3 separate regions of the Sus scrofa genome follow, and regions 1 and 3 are each linked to region 2. Evidence: chromatin contacts called from public Hi-C and HiChIP or PLAC-seq data. All regions are on one chromosome and are shown on one strand. The core of a region is the stretch at or near the end of the contact, and the rest is flanking DNA. Distances in the headings are between cores, read along the strand shown. Region 1 holds the start of ICAM3 (intercellular adhesion molecule 3). Region 2 holds the start of KRI1 (protein KRI1 homolog). Region 3 holds the start of TYK2 (tyrosine kinase 2).

Region 1 (2,708 bases), core at 98-2,597, 190 kb after region 2:
ATGAATGCTGAGGAAAAGCACATAGGAAACAGCAAGTGTTGACAAGGATGTAGCGAAACTGAAACACTCATGCTCAGCTGGTGGGAGAATGCAGTGTCGCAGCCACTGGGGAAAACACCATCATAGCCCTCAACAAAGTCCCTCTCTGGAGCTCAGAGCAGAGGCACAGGAGACAGGTCAGTGGTCTGAGAAATGGAGCTGATGGAGGGGATATGCCCACCCGACCCCCACCCCGCAGTCCCTTCTCTTGGATAAAGACCACCTCTCTGGAGGGAAGGGCAAGGGGGGATGGGGATAGGGGGAAGGGGTTACAAATAGCCCCTTGGCAAACGGTGGTTCCAGATTTAGCCATCTCCACACACCCCACCTCGGCACTGCACCCAGGGAATGTGGGGACCTTCCCCCAAGACCCTCAAAGGTAAGGGGCCCTGGGAGTTCCCGTTGTGGTGCAGCAGAAACGAATCTGACTAGGAACCATGAGGTTGTGGGTTCGATCCCTGGCCTTGCTCAGTGGTTCTGGGACCAGCATTGCCATGAGCTATGGTGTAGGTTGCAGATGCGGCAGGGATCCTGCTTTGCTGTGGCTGTGGCATAGGCCAGCAGCTACAGCTCCGATTCAACCCCTAGCCTGGGAACCTCCATATGCCGCGGGTACAGCCCTAAAAAGACAAAAAGACAATAAATAGGAGTTCCCGTCGTGGCGCAGTGGTTAACGAATCCGACTAGGAACCATGAGGTTGCGGGTTCGGTCCCTGCCCTTGCTCAGTGGGTTAACGATCCGGCGTTGCTGTGAGCTGTGGTGTAGGCTGCAGACGCGGCTCGGATCCCGCGTTGCTGTGGCTCTAGCGTAGGCTGGCAGCTACAGCTCCAATTCGACCCCTAGCCTGGGAACCTCCATATGCCGCAGGAGCGGCCCAAAGAAATAGCAAAAAAAAGACAATAAATAAATAAACAAAGGTAAGTGGCCCCCATAGGAATCATTGGGGCAGCCAACACAGAGCCTGGCACAAGTGCCCAATCAGTGTGAGCTCTGTTCATTGTCATGGCTTCACTCATCTTAGGCGGTCTCTCATTATCACCTCCAAATCTCTTCTTTGCCCCCCAGGAAGGTTGAGATCTCATGCTAACTCCTCAAGTCTGCTCATGGTTGCCTCCTTGAAATGTTGCCTTGAAGTCCCACCCTATCTATCACTTCGAGGCAAGTGTCTGAATATCCCCCAGTAACTTCCTGCTTGGGACAGAGCATCTGCCCCACTTCACCAAAGTTCAACAGGAAGATGTTTCACACCCCTCCCCCTAAGGCTTTCCAGTGCTGTTAACAAAGGAAGATGATAGTGTTAGCACTTCCTGTGGGTTCATGTGGGATCAGGGTTTAACTGAGGTCTGCCCTCTCAGAGGCTTGCCAGAGCCTTCCACCCCATTGGGCCCCCCAACTCGGAACCCCGGGGGGGACAGAGTATCCCCTGCCCCTCCCCAGGACTGGACAAGGTGCGGCCCCTGGACTGCAGCCTTCGTAACTGCAGTGACTGTGCTTCCTTCCCCTGGGTGACTCGCTTGCTCCGTGGTAGCCAGCACCTCATTAAGGCAACTTCCTCCTGCAGGATGGCCACCATGGTGCCATCGTGGCTGCCGTCCGGGGCCTACTGGATTTTCCTCATCTCTCTGCTTCTAGTTGCCTGTCTACTACCCCCAGGTGAGGTACAGGGGAGGGCTGGAATTGGGGAATTGGGAGGGGAGGGGAAGGCCCACAGAGCATCTCACACCCTGCTGCCTGGGGCTGTGGTAACTTACGCTTTTTTTTTTTTTTTTTTAAATGAGAGTTGCAACGTTTATTTCAGGTTCTCTCTTTGGGTTTTTTTGTATATTTTTTTTTCTTTTTTGCCACACAGGCAGTATGTGGGAATTCCTGGGCCAGGACAGCAGCACAGCAGCAACCAGAGCCACAGCGGTGAGAACGCAGGAGCCTCAACCTGCTAGGCCATCAGAGAACTCCCAACTTACGCTTCTTTAGCTCTGATCTGCTGGGGGGCTCACCAATGTCCTTGGGAGAGAGTGATGGCTCCTGCACTCAGCCCTCAGGGCTCCCTAAGGCCCAACCCTGCATTTGACTTGTTCCCCGCCACCTCCACAAAACACACACACACACAAATGCACATACATGCATGCGAACACGAAAACACGCATGCAAACACGAAAACACACATGCACACCTGCACCTCTCCCTGCTCCATCTGGAGCCTCCACCTCTGCCTGTGCTCTTCCAGCTGCCAGGATCACCCTTTCACTTGGATAACTCCTTAAACCTTTAAAACTGGCCACATTGTAATGTATACAAGTAAGGATAACCTGACCCCCTTGCTGTACAGTGGGAAAATTAAAAAAAAAAAAAAAACTGGCCACAGTGGTCCTCTCCTCCAGGAGGCCTTCCCTGACTCACTTTCTCCTGGTGACTGGATCAGGGTCTCCTCTGGCCTCTGTCCCAGTTCTCTTGCGTTCCTGGTTCATTGAATGTATTTCTCCACTAAACCGAAACACCTGGAAGGCAGGGACCATCTCAACAAGAGGAGGTGCCGAATGGTGGGGCCTGCTGCAGATGGGATGCGTGGGTTGCGGGGCATTGGAGCCCCCAGCAGAGTTTCCCTTAATTCTTGCAGGTGCTCAGGGGCAGGAGTTCCAGATGAGAGTGGAGCTGCAGCCCCCAGCAGTGC
Region 2 (2,700 bases), core at 124-2,623:
GCATTCTCTACTCCTGAATGACCCTTTTCTCCAGTCCCCCATTTTCCTGGGCCTCCTCCTTTGAGGACCCCCTGACCCTCTGCCCCCAACAGGTCATGATGTTTGGCAGCCCCACCATCGCCCAGGAGCTCCTGAAACAAGGTGCCAGCCCCAATGTCCAGGATGCTTCCGGCACCACTCCGGCCCACGATGCAGCCCGTACTGGATTCCTTGACACCCTGAAAGTGTTGGTAGAGCACGGCGCTGATGTCAATGCACCTGATGGCACCGGGGCACTCCCCATTCATCTGGCTGTGAGAGAGGGCCACACCTCTGTGGTCAGCTTCCTGGCTGCTGAATCTGATCTCCATCACAGGGACGCCAGGGGGCTTACACCCCTGGAGCTGGCAAGGGGGAGAGGTGCTCAGGATCTCATGGACATACTACAGCGGCACACAGTGGCACCACTGTGACCTGGGGCCACCCAGTCCAGCAACAGGACCCGGCTGGGTTCTGTGTCAGAAGAGAAGGGAAGAAACACTTTCTCCCTTAGCTCCTCCTGCCCACTGCCGAGGGGCACAAGTTTGTGGCTTGTTGGTGTTGATTTCTGGGGTGTGTGTGTTTGAGGTGCATTTCTCATTTTTTTTCCTCTCACCCCTTTTGGTGTATTGGGCAGAGAAGGGCTCCTGCAGGCAACAGCCACCTAAACGGTTCAGTTTCCTCCACCCCCCAGACTGCTGGGACTACAGACAAGTCCCAAGGGCAGAGCGTTTAAAGCCCTAGCTCCAGAGTGAGGTCATTCCTTCCAAGGCTCCTGGAACCTGTCGACCTTGGCCAGCTATACCCAGAGCTAGACCTCAAGTGTGCACACTGCTTTCGGGCATGGGGGAGGGGGGTGTTCCAAATCAGTAAAAGGGTAGTATGAGTTCATTCATATTTTGTTTAAAAGCTTGTTTTCCAGTCCCTTGTACAGCGTTAACACATTCTATTTATTAAGCTTTATGGAAAAAATTGTTGTGTGTGTAATTTAATGTTTTTACCCATTAAATTAAGACTTGTGCATGATCATAGCGCCAGTGGCTTCTGATTTTTGAGGCTGCGATGGAGAGTCGTGCATTCAGGATGTTTGTGGGGGTGGGCACCCAGGTCGCGGATCGTGGGTCCTTTGGCGGAGGGGCGAGAGTGGTAATTCCCAGGGCGCAAGGGGTGAGTGAGCTGGGTGGGGCAGCGGTTTGCGCTGTCGGAACGGAAGGGAGGCAGGAAACCGCGAGTGGAGAAAGGGCCCCCAGATGTCAGCTGGGTGCCGGGAGCCCTGGGGGTGGGGGAGTGGGGTGGGCGGTGGCCGTAGCCTTCCCTGCAGAGGCGTGGCCCATGGGTGGGGACTGCCGTCACAGGGCTTGGGATCCCGGAAGGGCCAGGGGCTGGGTTAAGTGCCGTCCACGAGGCTCCGCCCCATTTAAAGCTAGCTTGCTAGGGAGTAGCCCCGCCCCCTGGGGCGCCCTCCGTACGCTTGCGCAGTGTGCCCAGAGCCGCCATGCCGGAGCCGCGCGGGTCGTCGCCCCTGCGGGTGAACGCGGCGTTTGCTGCGCGGTACGGCCGCTACCGGGAGCGCGAGGAGCTGCAGCGGCGTGAGTGCGGGGCGCATGCGCGCGGGGCGCCGGCGCATGCCGGGCGGTCAGGAAGTGGGCTTGATCTGGTCCCCCAGGCTGACCTGAGGGCTCCTATCTGTGCCCCACAGTCAAAGATCGCTACGGAGACCAGGACGGCAGTGGCGACTCCAGCTCCGAGTCTGACTCCAGCGATGAGCGCGTGGTGAGCTTACCCGCTTCCGTCCTGAACTTGGGGAGGCTTCCAAGCACACCATCCTTGCCCGGCTTATAGGGAGCTGCTTACCCTCATCACCAGCGCGCCGAGGGGAGCTTTCAACTCCCGCCCTTCATTCCCTTGAGAGCCAGACAGCGTCCTCCCCATCCCCAGGGGGTGGCCAGATTCCCCCTACCTCCCCCTTCTCACCTCGGAGCTCCTGGCCCATCTTGATCTGTGAGGTGTAAACTGTCTGTCCACCTTTTTGTCCCTAACAGTCTAACCCTTTCTCAACGCCTGCCGCTCTCCCCAAAGTGGGGCATCCCTCTGCCACATGGGGCACCCACCTTTTCCCCATAGCAGCCCTGATCTTCCCAGTCTCCCTGAGTGGTCCAGCCCTTTCTCTCCATTCTTCCTGTGCCCTTTCTGCCCACCTAGCCCCGTGTCCTGAATCCCTTACTGATGCCAGGAAGTAACCTCTCCTTACCCACTACTTCCATTTCATATCCTGTACATATCCTATGTGTGGACCACCCCCAAGACGGCCCCTCTCCCTCCTCCACCCGTTTGCCCCCCTCTTCCACTCAGATCCAGACCTCCACCCCCCACCTGCCTCTCTAGCCAGATTCCCCTTCCTGCTTCTTAATATATGCCCCTCCCCCACCCTAATTCCCACACCCTCTCAGCCCACCTACCCCTGGTGCCCTCATCACCAGGTGCCTCCTTCTGAAATCTGTCTCCACCTCTTTTCCTGCCCTAGGAATTTGACCCCCAGCAGGAGCGAGACTTTTACAGGACTCTATCCTTGTTGAAGAAGAAGGATCCCCGGATTTACAAGAAAGATGCCACATTCTATCAGAGAACAGGTCTGGGACTGCTCGTTTTTTTGTTTTGTTTTGTTTTGTTTTTGTCTTTTGA
Region 3 (2,700 bases), core at 116-2,615, 150 kb after region 2:
TTAGTGAGCTAACAATCCAACTGCAGCAGCTTGGGTCACTGCAGAGACACTGTGTGTTGAGGGATCTGGTGCTTCAGGTCACAACTGTGGCTCTGTGGCTTGGTTCAGTCCCTGATCTGGGAACTTCCATATGCCTTGGGTTCCACCATTTAGGGAAAAAAAAAAGACTCCTGCTGTATAGCACAGGGAACTACATCCAATCACTTGTGATGGAACATGATGGAAGATAATATGAGAAAAAGAATGTATGTATGTATAGCTGGGTCACTTTACAGCAGAAATTGACAGAACATTATAAATCAAGTACAATAAAAATTAAAAAAAATAGATAGGCCAAGGATTTATACATCAATGGTGGGAAGAAACTTGATCAGATATCAAGGATTGGGGGATGATCTACAAGGATTCTTTGCTCAGACTGGACTGTGCAGCCCAAAGGTAGGACTGGGGCTAGGTTGAGGGGTAGCCAGGAAAAGGCTCAGAGAGCTAAAGTTTGGTCAGGGAGAAATTCTTCCTCACTTCACTGTGCCTCAGTTTCTTTGCGGCTCCGTGGGTTAAAGATCCTTCATTGTCACTGCGGAGGCTCAGGTCACCGCTGTGGTGTGGGTTTGCTCCCCGGCCTGGGGAACTTCCACATGCTGCAGGCACGACCAAAAAAAATTTTTTTTAAATAAAATAAAATAGATAATTTAAAAGAGAGAGAGAGCCCTCAGAGGACTACAGATGAGATAAAGTGTGTAAAAAGCTCAGCGCATAACCTTCTCCGTAAATGGCAGGGACGTGCTATGTAGGGATCAAGTGGGATGTCCAAGCTGCTACCTAGAGAGCAAAGAGGCTTCAAAGGACGGAGCTACAGGCGATCAGAAAAGGGATGTGAGCAGGTGGCCGGAAATTCCTCCTGTGGAGGAAGACGTTCTCACCCTCAAAGCAAGGCTGGCCTGGCAGATAGGGAAGAGGCTGGATGGAATGTAGGGCCATCTGGCAAGGGGGTTGTAGGACTGAATGGCGGCCCGCTGCAGCCGTAATCGCCGAAGTGAGGACCTAGGCTTGCACCAGATTCGGGTGCGGAAGCCTGACTTGGGTCCACCAGCAGGTGGTTAACAAGTCGCTGAGACTCCGTAAGACCTCATTCCTCCTCCCGAGGCGGAGCGAAAAGTGAAGCCGGGACCAATAGGAGCGCCGCCCTTGCAGAGAAAGGGCGGAGCAGAACGGCGGCCAATGAGTGTGCCTGTTTCAGGCAGCCAATAGGAGGAGGTGTCCCAGCTGCGATCTAGCGGCGGCGGCCCGGGGCTGTGGGGCGGGGTCCCGGGTTCGAGCCAGAGTTCCCGCTAAAGGGTGAGTCTAGATCGGGGCACGTGGGGGCGCGCCCAGGAGATCTTCAGGAATGGCGTGGCCGGCGGGAGATCGGAGACTGACTACCCTGGGCAGGAGGTGGGTAGAAGCGCCCACACTGCCTTAAGACTGGTCTTTACCCGGTGGGTGCACGTCGCGATTTCTGCCCCTACCATCGGGGTTTGGAGGTTTCAATGTTGCGGGGTGGGGGGTTGCGGGTCTCACCCAGATCCCATCTTCAAAGCTGGGTCTGGGCCCAATGGTAACGAGGAAGGAGGAGATGGTCACCCCCAAAGCCCTATCTCCAGGATCTTATTTCGAACGTTAATAAGATAATAATATAGAACATTTGTCGATCGTGTATTGCATTCCAGGCCTTGTGCCGAGCTCTTTCCCTGCCTCACCTCGTTGAATCCTCCCAACAACCCTTTGAGGGAGAGACTGTTATATGCCCACTTTCCAAATGAGGAAACAGGCTCAGAAAGGATTCCTGACAATCCGACATTGTGCTATTACAATATTCTTTTTTTCCCCATCACTGCTTAAATCAGTAATATCGGTGGAATTGCTGACAGCCCCTCTGGGAAATACTGGAGACCTCAGGGGGCCTTGGCCCTGGGCCTAGCTCTCAAAAAGTTCCAGACTGCTGGGAAGAGAGCTGAGCACAGCCCCTCCTCCACTCAGGGAGCCAGCAGGGCCTGCATGTCGCTCCTGGGGATGGATGTAGGAGGCAGTAATCGTGGCTTGAAAGAGGCAGAAGGATTATGATGATCAAACCAATAATTACTTCATTCTTGTTTTTATATGTTATTTTTTCATGTCTATGTCAAGGTACTAAACTGAAACAGGCAGAACAGTGTTGAAAAGGCACAGATTCATTTACAATGTCAGTTTTTTGTTGTTGCTTTTGTTTTTTTGGGTTTTTTTTAGGTCCACACCCACGGCATATGGAAGTACTCAGGCTAAGGGTTGAATCAGAGCTATACCTGCCACTCTCTGCCACGGCTACAGCAATGCCAGCCTCATCTGTGACCCACTGCCACAGCTTGCCACAACTCGGGATGCTTAACCCACTGAGCGAGGCCGGGGATCAAACTTGAGTCCTCATGGACACTGGTTGGGTTCTTTTTTTTTTTTTTTTTGTCTTTTTTGTCTTTTGTTGTTGTTGTTGTTGTTGCTATTTCTTGGGCCGCTCCCGCGGCATATGGAGGTTCCCAGGCTAGGAGTTGAATCGGAGCTGTAGCCCCTGGCCTACACCAGAGCCACAGCAACGCGGGATCCGAGCCGCGTCTGCAACCTACACCACAGCTCACGGCAACGCCGGATCGTTAACCCACTGAGCAAGGGCAGGGACCGAACCCGCAACCT

The links. A called contact is a pair of places that touch in the nucleus more often than the background predicts. HiChIP or PLAC-seq counts read pairs in DNA pulled down with a chosen protein or histone mark.
Region 1: an H3K27ac HiChIP or PLAC-seq map of alveolar macrophages shows a contact between it and region 2. The contact joins the promoter of ICAM3 here to the promoter of KRI1 in region 2. A contact is called at or near these places in 4 of 47 Hi-C or Micro-C datasets (embryonic fibroblasts, liver, mesenteric adipose tissue and 1 more) and 1 of 2 datasets of contacts at active chromatin or transcription factors (alveolar macrophages).
Region 3: a contact with region 2 is called in a Hi-C map of skeletal muscle, with 4 times the contacts expected there. The contact joins the promoter of TYK2 here to the promoter of KRI1 in region 2. A contact is called at or near these places in 1 of 5 promoter capture datasets (liver), 1 of 47 Hi-C or Micro-C datasets (skeletal muscle) and 1 of 2 datasets of contacts at active chromatin or transcription factors (alveolar macrophages).

What each region holds. Positions count from the first base shown.
Region 1 is chr2:69,148,860-69,151,567 of Sscrofa11.1, reverse strand. It overlaps ICAM3 (intercellular adhesion molecule 3), which reads left to right and starts at 1,347. Exons shown (of 5, transcript NM_001145379.2): 1 at 1,347-1,693; 2 at 2,655-2,708. The coding sequence starts at 1,603.
Region 2 is chr2:69,335,777-69,338,476 of Sscrofa11.1, reverse strand. It overlaps KRI1 (protein KRI1 homolog), which reads left to right and starts at 1,373. Exons shown (of 19, transcript XM_013987437.2): 1 at 1,373-1,607; 2 at 1,718-1,791; 3 at 2,543-2,648. The coding sequence starts at 1,514. It overlaps CDKN2D (cyclin-dependent kinase 4 inhibitor D), which reads left to right. Exons shown (of 3, transcript XM_005654859.2): 3 at 93-1,049. The coding sequence ends at 452.
Region 3 is chr2:69,182,071-69,184,770 of Sscrofa11.1, reverse strand. TYK2 (tyrosine kinase 2) reads left to right here and starts at 1,365. Exons shown (of 25, transcript NM_001114670.1): 1 at 1,365-1,475.